Regions from separate parts of the Sus scrofa genome. Here region 1 is linked to region 2. A link is a contact called in public HiChIP or PLAC-seq data. All regions are on one chromosome and are shown on one strand. The core of a region is the stretch at or near the end of the contact, and the rest is flanking DNA. Distances in the headings are between cores, read along the strand shown.

What was found. HiChIP or PLAC-seq counts read pairs in DNA pulled down with a chosen protein or histone mark.
Region 1: an H3K27ac HiChIP or PLAC-seq map of alveolar macrophages shows a contact between it and region 2. The contact joins two enhancer-like sites. A contact is called at or near these places in 2 of 2 datasets of contacts at active chromatin or transcription factors (alveolar macrophages and skeletal muscle).

What each region holds. Positions count from the first base shown.
Region 1 is chr15:15,780,932-15,784,392 of Sscrofa11.1, reverse strand. No RefSeq gene overlaps it. Among named protein-coding and RNA genes, the nearest start is that of DARS, 28 kb to the left of the region's middle. Within about 2 kb of position 1,307, at least 16 of the 83 cell types and tissues checked have an H3K27ac peak or open chromatin away from gene starts, as enhancers often do. A contact at or near this core is called in alveolar macrophages and skeletal muscle, where this site is marked.
Region 2 is chr15:15,550,901-15,554,487 of Sscrofa11.1, reverse strand. All of the region lies in intron 2 of THSD7B (thrombospondin type-1 domain-containing protein 7B), which reads left to right. Among named protein-coding and RNA genes, the nearest start is that of THSD7B, 58 kb to the left of the region's middle. Within about 2 kb of position 1,912, at least 7 of the 83 cell types and tissues checked have an H3K27ac peak or open chromatin away from gene starts, as enhancers often do. A contact at or near this core is called in alveolar macrophages and skeletal muscle, where this site is marked.

The sequences.
Region 1 (3,461 bases), core at 58-2,557, 230 kb before region 2:
ATTATCTGTAACAAAAGACAGGATTCTTATTCCCCGCCCCAAATCTGTTGCTCAAGTCTGTGAGTGACTTCAGGACATTTGGCAGAATATTCAGTGTTGCATAGTTGAATCAGTCTCCGGAAGATCCCTGCACACAAATGCTAAGTTTAGGGCCAGTGAAGGGAGTGATTCCTAGAGGAAATAAACTCCCGCCTGAGAACAACAGCTGAAGTAAAATCCCATAAGCCAGGAAAACAGCCACACAATCACAGTAACAGGTGGTCGGTTTCAAAACAAATTTCAAGGTCTGACACTTGCGGCACCTGCTCTAGAACCACAGACGGCGGTGTAACTCTGTCTGGGTCCGAGTTAGGTCATCCCTGCCATGCTCGGAGGAATATTAACTACCTTTATTAGTTGAGCTAAGTCATGGTAGGTTAGGTGACTGTGGTAGTAACCCTTCTGTTCCCTGTCAGAATGGAAGAGGAAATGAGAGAATTTGGGATCCAGAAAGGAACACGGAGATTAACTAATTCTTTTTTTTTTTTTTTTGTCTTTTTGCTTTTTCTAGGGCTGCACCTGAGGCATATGGAGGTTCCCAGACTACGGGTCTAATGGGAGCTGCTGCTGCCGGCCTATGCCACAGCCACAGCAACATGGAATCCAAGCCACGTCTGCGACCTACACCACAGCTCAGAGCAACGCCAGGTGCTTAACCTGCTGAGCAAGGCCAGGGATCAAACTCACAACCTTTTTGTTCCCAGTTGGATTCATTTCCGCTGTGCCACGAAGGGAACTCCACCATTGCTACTCTTATGGTTAATTCTTCTTGGTAAGGGACAATATCTTAAGACATTTCTGTATCTCCTGCAGCTCCTTGCATAGGGTCAATGCTGACCATTACTTAACTTCAACGGAATTATGTTCAGGCAGCTTTGTGAAAGTCTATTGAGGAGCACCTGTATCAGAGCACCCGAGGCCTTGTTCAGTGTGAAGATTTCTGGACCTCCTATCCTGAGAAATGCTGACTCAGTAGGTTCAGGGTGGGGTCCAGGAAGCTACAACATTAGCAAGTGCCCCTGGTGATTTTAAAGCAGGCAGCAGAGGGATTGCTCTTGGAGAAGTCTACTCATGGGTCTGCATTACCAACCTTACTTTATGTTTGACCTTTAATCACTGTTAAACCAGCAACCCAAATCTGCCTGTCCCTTTGATGGATCCCAGATAAAGGTGTGTCAAAGAAGTCACTTGTTACGGTGGGGTGTGCCAGTCACCGCATCTCCCCTCACCACAACATATATTGCCAGTCACCACTTCTGCTGTTGCCACTCACCCCTAAGTTTCCCTTTGTCACTTCCCCTTGCCACCAACTGCCACTATTCCTCTGGTGCCTCACCCTCTGAGGCTGAGTCAGATCCACTGTGGAGCTCTTGAGGAAGCATGTGGGGAAGCACATTTTGGAAGACAGGCTGAGGGCCTTCTCATTGTACATTCACAATCCTATGTCTGGGAGCAAAGGAACACTTCTGATTCTGGCTTCTTCAAGGAGCTCTGCAAACCTGGTTAGAGAATTGGGCCTGTGGTTTGAATTTCCTGCCCCCTTTGATTTTACAATGAGTGGAAACTGAAGTTGAGTAACAGATCTCTTGCCCAAGCATTGAGGGCCACCACAAAGCATAGCGGTAGGGCAGGAGCTGATTGAGATGTGGTTGTTTCTCCTCCAGGCCAAATGTTTCTGCGTAGGGAATGCCAACTGCTGTCATTTCCAATGACAGCTCTTATAGTGTTTTTCATATATGTTGAAATTTATTTTAGGTGCCAAAGGATAATACTAAGAAAAACTATGGACCAGAGAGTTTTTCATAAAGCATACCCTGAAATACGCTTTGAGTTGAATATGTTTGAAATCAGTTTCCCTAAGACATTCACAGCATTGTTATTTGTAGTTCAATGTATTTTTCTATAGTGGTGGTTCCCAAACAGGCATCGGATTCGCCTGGAGGGCTGGCCCTCACAGAGTTTCTGATTCTCTAAGTCTGGGGAGGAACATTTCTGACAAGTTACAGGCTGCTGCTTCTGCTCATCCTGAGACCAAGCTTTGAGAAGCACTGCTCTGAGAAAAAGCAAAGTGGACATGCTTATTAGACCACTTGCTGATCTGCCTGCCTGTCTTCCTATATCAGAGTGGCTTATACAGTGATTCTCAGCCCTGGATGTCCATTAGAATTACCTGCAAACCCATTAAAACACAGGGTCTGGGGAGGATGCTCAGATCCTGCTTTAGACCAAATAAATCCACAGCTCTGGCATAAGGCTGGGGTATTTTTTTAAAAGATCCCCAGGTGACCCTGATGGAAAGCCAGGGTTGAGAATCACTGGCATATAGCAAACCCTGGCCCTATTCTGTGCTCACATGGGATTCTCATTTGACAAATATTTATTGACCACCCAATATATCCTGTAGAAAATGATAAAGTGTCTAAGAAATGGTCCCTGACCTCAAGCAGAGATAGATCACATACCCGGATATTTAAACAAAAAGCTGGTGTGTGGCGAGTGCCAATTAGAAGAATAAACCATTACAGAAAACAGAAGGCTAGATGATCCGGGGTAAATCAGTGCTGCATTGGAGCCTCACGTTGTTTGTGATAAGTTATGTCTGCCTTTACCACACAGGAAACATATCCCTTTGGTGGGGGAAATTGCTCATTTATTGGTTCATTGAGGATGCTCCATCTGATTCACCATGGTAGGTATGATTGAACCATGGAAATGATGGAACATTAAATCAATAGCTAGTCAGCTGGCAACTATTCCTTTGCTAAGTATGCTATTAAGGTTCTGTTTCAGAAGACCTGTGCTCGATAGAGGTGAATCTTTTCAGTGGAAAAATATAACATACGTTATGTTTAGAAGCTACTTCAGAATTCCTTAAATGTAGTTTAAAAATCCAAATTTATTTGTGACTTAAAAGATAAGTACCTTTAAAATATGTACATATTTATATCCACTGGAATACAAAATAATTTAATGATTCTGTGACCACAAAGGGGAGAGTTTCCAGAAAAGAGAAAATATCCTCTTTGGGTATAACTTGTGTATTAAGGGCATTATTTCATTGTGCTGTTTAATTTGGTTATATATTTTTTGAGATTTTGTTTTCACGTAGGGGAGTTTTTCTAAGAATGAGATCCCAGTGATGACCAAAGAAAATTGTTACTCTTTTTATATTACATTTATTTCCATTCAAAAATGCTGGAGGCAGATCTTAGGCATTGTGGGAGAACCTGAATATGACAAAGTAACTTGTTCTCAAAGAAACATAACCTAGTAGAAGGGAAAGATAAGTACCTATTTAAAGTAAAATATGATACATGCCTTTAGAGAAGAATAAATTTTAATGAGGCATCAAAGAGCTAGGAGAAAAGGAGGTCAAGGTTCAAAGAGCCTAAGATAAGGCGTACAACTGGGGTTCTGGTGCA
Region 2 (3,587 bases), core at 663-3,162:
GACAATGAAATACCACTCACATCTACCAGATTAGCAAGAATTAATTGAGTCTGACAACAACAGGGATGGTGAGATGTGAGCATAAAGGAACTCTGGTGGGAGTGTAAATTGGACCAGTCTCTTTGGAGAACAATTTGGCAATATCTGTTGAAGTCGAAGATGTGTTCCTTCTATGAAATATCAATTCTGCTCCTGGGCACAGAGCCCAGAGAAACTATCATATATGTGCACAGATTTGTGTTTGTGTGTTTATGTTGTTTATGTGTATGTATACATATACACATATACACACACATGTACATATATGTACATATATATATACACATACACAAAAGGATATCGATTACACAGCCCACAAAGTGTGGTTTATGGAATGTGTTAGCAGAATTGAATACTACACTATGCAGAAGTTAGTACAAGTGTCCTAGGCTAACTTGTGATCAAAATATATAAATTCTGGAGTTCCTGCTGTGGTGCAGCGGGTTAAGAATACAGTGGCAGGAGTTCCCATTGTGGCTCAGTGAAATGAATCTGACTAGTATCCATGAGGATTTGGGTTTGATCCCTGGCCTTGCTCAGTGGGTTAAGGATCTGGCACTGCCATGTTCTGTAGTGTAGGTTGCAGATGAGGCTCGGATCCTCTGTTGTGGTTGTGGGCTGGCAGCTACTGCTCTGATTTGATACCTAGCCTGGGAATTTCCATATGCCCCAAGTTTAGCCCTTAAAAAAAAAAAAGAATCCAACTGAAGCAGGTGGGTTGTTTTGGAGGTGCTGGTTCCATCCCCGACCTGGCGCAGTAGGTTAAGGATCTGGCGTTGCTGCAGCTGTGGCATAGGTCACAGCTGTGGCTCAGATTCAATCCCTGGCCTGGGAACTTCCATGTGCTGTGGATGCAGCCATTTAAAAAAAATGTATAAATTCTAAAACTATGTTGAGTGAAAAAACAAGTTGTAAAATAACATGTGTGTGACATACATGTACGTAATATATAGAGAGGTAATTCATATTAAAATGTAAACAATATGATTTTTATTAACATATTCATATTTATTACAAAAACATACATGGGAATGATATAGGCCAACTTTAGGTTAATAGTTCCTTTGGAGAAGGAAAAGGGAAGGTTGAAGAAATGGAACTGTATCTGAACATTTTTATTTCTTTGAAAGGACAGAGAAAGAGAGGTCTGAAGAAAGTTTGGTGAAATATGCTTAAAATTTTAGGGGCTTATAAAAGTCTAGTTTATTATTTTCTTTATTCGGTATGATTGAAATGTTTCCTGCTTACAAATTTAAAACAATAAGGAAAAGATTTCTCGAACTTACTCTTGTCTTGGAGAACTGCCAATGACTTGAGGATTCACAAAAATATACTCTCAGGTGGGGACAAGGCTTTGGAGAACATCTGGTCAACCTCTGTCTGGTTCCAGATCTCCTTTATGACTTGCTTAAGGCTGTGTGAACACGTGCCCTGACATGGATCTCTGAGCACTGGAGCATCCCCCAAATGGAACTCTTGGGAAAGTTATTGCTTACATTTAACTCAGCCTTTCTGTTGGCATCAGGCCACTGGTCCTAGTTCTGACCCTCTACCCTCAGGTTCGCCACTGCAGCACGCCTTGGACCTGCTTGGAACCAGGCACTTTGGGGCCAGGCTTGCCGGGGAGCCCAAGAAGGAGAGGAAGCTGAGAGGCTGGAGGCAACCCCCTCAGCGTGCTTCTTTGGAAAGGCTGGCTTGGGAAGGGACTTGCCAGGGCCAGACCTCTGAGAGGAAGAAGCCTAGCTCTCAGGGAAAAATTCTGTTGATAAGCAGCAAACTGTGCCCTGCGTTGACGCTTTCCCAGGCCTCACTTCCCCAAATGCGGGCACGTGAACAGCTGCAGTGTCCTGGAGGTAGCACCCCAGATCTTTAAGGCCAGATCAACAGAAGGGCGGGATCTGAGTCAGTGACTCATGGGGACATCCAGCATACCCTCCTCTTCCCCATCTTTTGTGAAGTCAGCTGGAAAAGGAGGTCACATGCCTGATTCCCCTCTACCCTTGCCAGCCTTAAAAAGAAGTCTGGCTCCAAAAATAGCTGCTTCTGATTCTCTTGTCCCCATAAAATAGAGCCAAACTCTTGTGTCCTATTAAAATGGAGCCAAACTCAAGGCTAATGAACAGATAGAAAAATATAGGAAGAAATGAGATCCTATCCTCCATACAGCAAACAAAACTGTGACTGCCTTAATTTTTCCGGACTGTTGTCTCTGTACTTTTGGTAAGCTGGGTTTTTTTTTTTCTTTTTTTTTTAATTTTAATTTTTAAGTGGTTTAAAAAAATTTTTTTAGAAGAAGGTAAAGATTGGTTTCCAAAAAATTAGCTGCCAGGGTAAGATCTGGAATTAGCTCAACTTTAGCCTAATCTCTTCCATTCTAATTGGTTTGGAATGAGAAGCTTGAAATTGCTGAGGAGAGTTGTAGGTTCTTTCTCAGTGGTGGCCTCAGTGAAGTAGGGAGACGGTCCGGTGGCTCTAAGCTTGTCTGCTCAGTGGTCCTTGCCTTACCTGATCTCTAGTTACAGGTTCAATTCTGTAGATCAGTGATTGCCAGACTTTGTTGCATATGGGATCCCTGGGAGCTTTATGCAACGGGAGCCAAGTCTCAGGTGTACCTTTGACCAACGGAACCAGGATCTTTGGGAATGGGACCCAGGCATCTATACTTTTAAGAAACTCCCCAGGTGATTCTAAACAAGCCAAGGGTGAGAACCAGTGCTATGCCTTAAAACATCTGGGAGGTGTTCTTAGGGCCTTGTGAGAAAGCATGAACACCACAGATGTCATTGTTTTAAGAATATTGGAGTTCCCCTTGTGGCTCAGTAGGTTAAGAACCTGACTAGTATCCATGAGGATGTGGGTTTGATCCCTGGCCTTGCTCAGTGGGTTAAGGCTACGGCATTGCCATAAGCTGTGGTATAGGCTGCAGATGTGGCTCAAATCTGGTGTGGTTGTGACTGTGGAGTAGGCCGGCAGCTATGGCGCCTATTCAACACCTAGCTTGGGAACCTCCGTATGCTATGTGTGTGGCCCTAAAAAGACAAAAAAAAAAAAAAAAAAGAATGATATTAAGAGCACTTGAGGGCTATGTTAGAGAGGGTGTGGAAAAAGGGAGCCCTCCTGCACTGTTGGTGGGAATGTAAATTGGTGCAGCTGCTGTGGAGAACAGTATGGAGTTTCCTCAAGAAAACTAAAGGTAGAGTTATCATATAAGCCAGCAATCCCACTCCTGGAAGTATATCCAGACAAAATTATAATTTTAAAGGATATATGCACCCTTATGTTCATAGCAGCACTATTTACAATAGCCAAGACATAGAAACAACCTAAATGTCTATCAACAGAGGGATGGATTAAGAAGATATAATATGGGTATCTATATGAGATGGACTATTACTCAGCCATAAAAAGAATGAAATGATGCCATCTGCAGTAACGTGGAAGGACCTAGAGATTACTATACTAAATGAGTCAAAAAGAGAAAGACGAATATCATCTTATATCACTTGTACGTAGAATCTAAAATATAGCACAAATGGACCTATCTATGA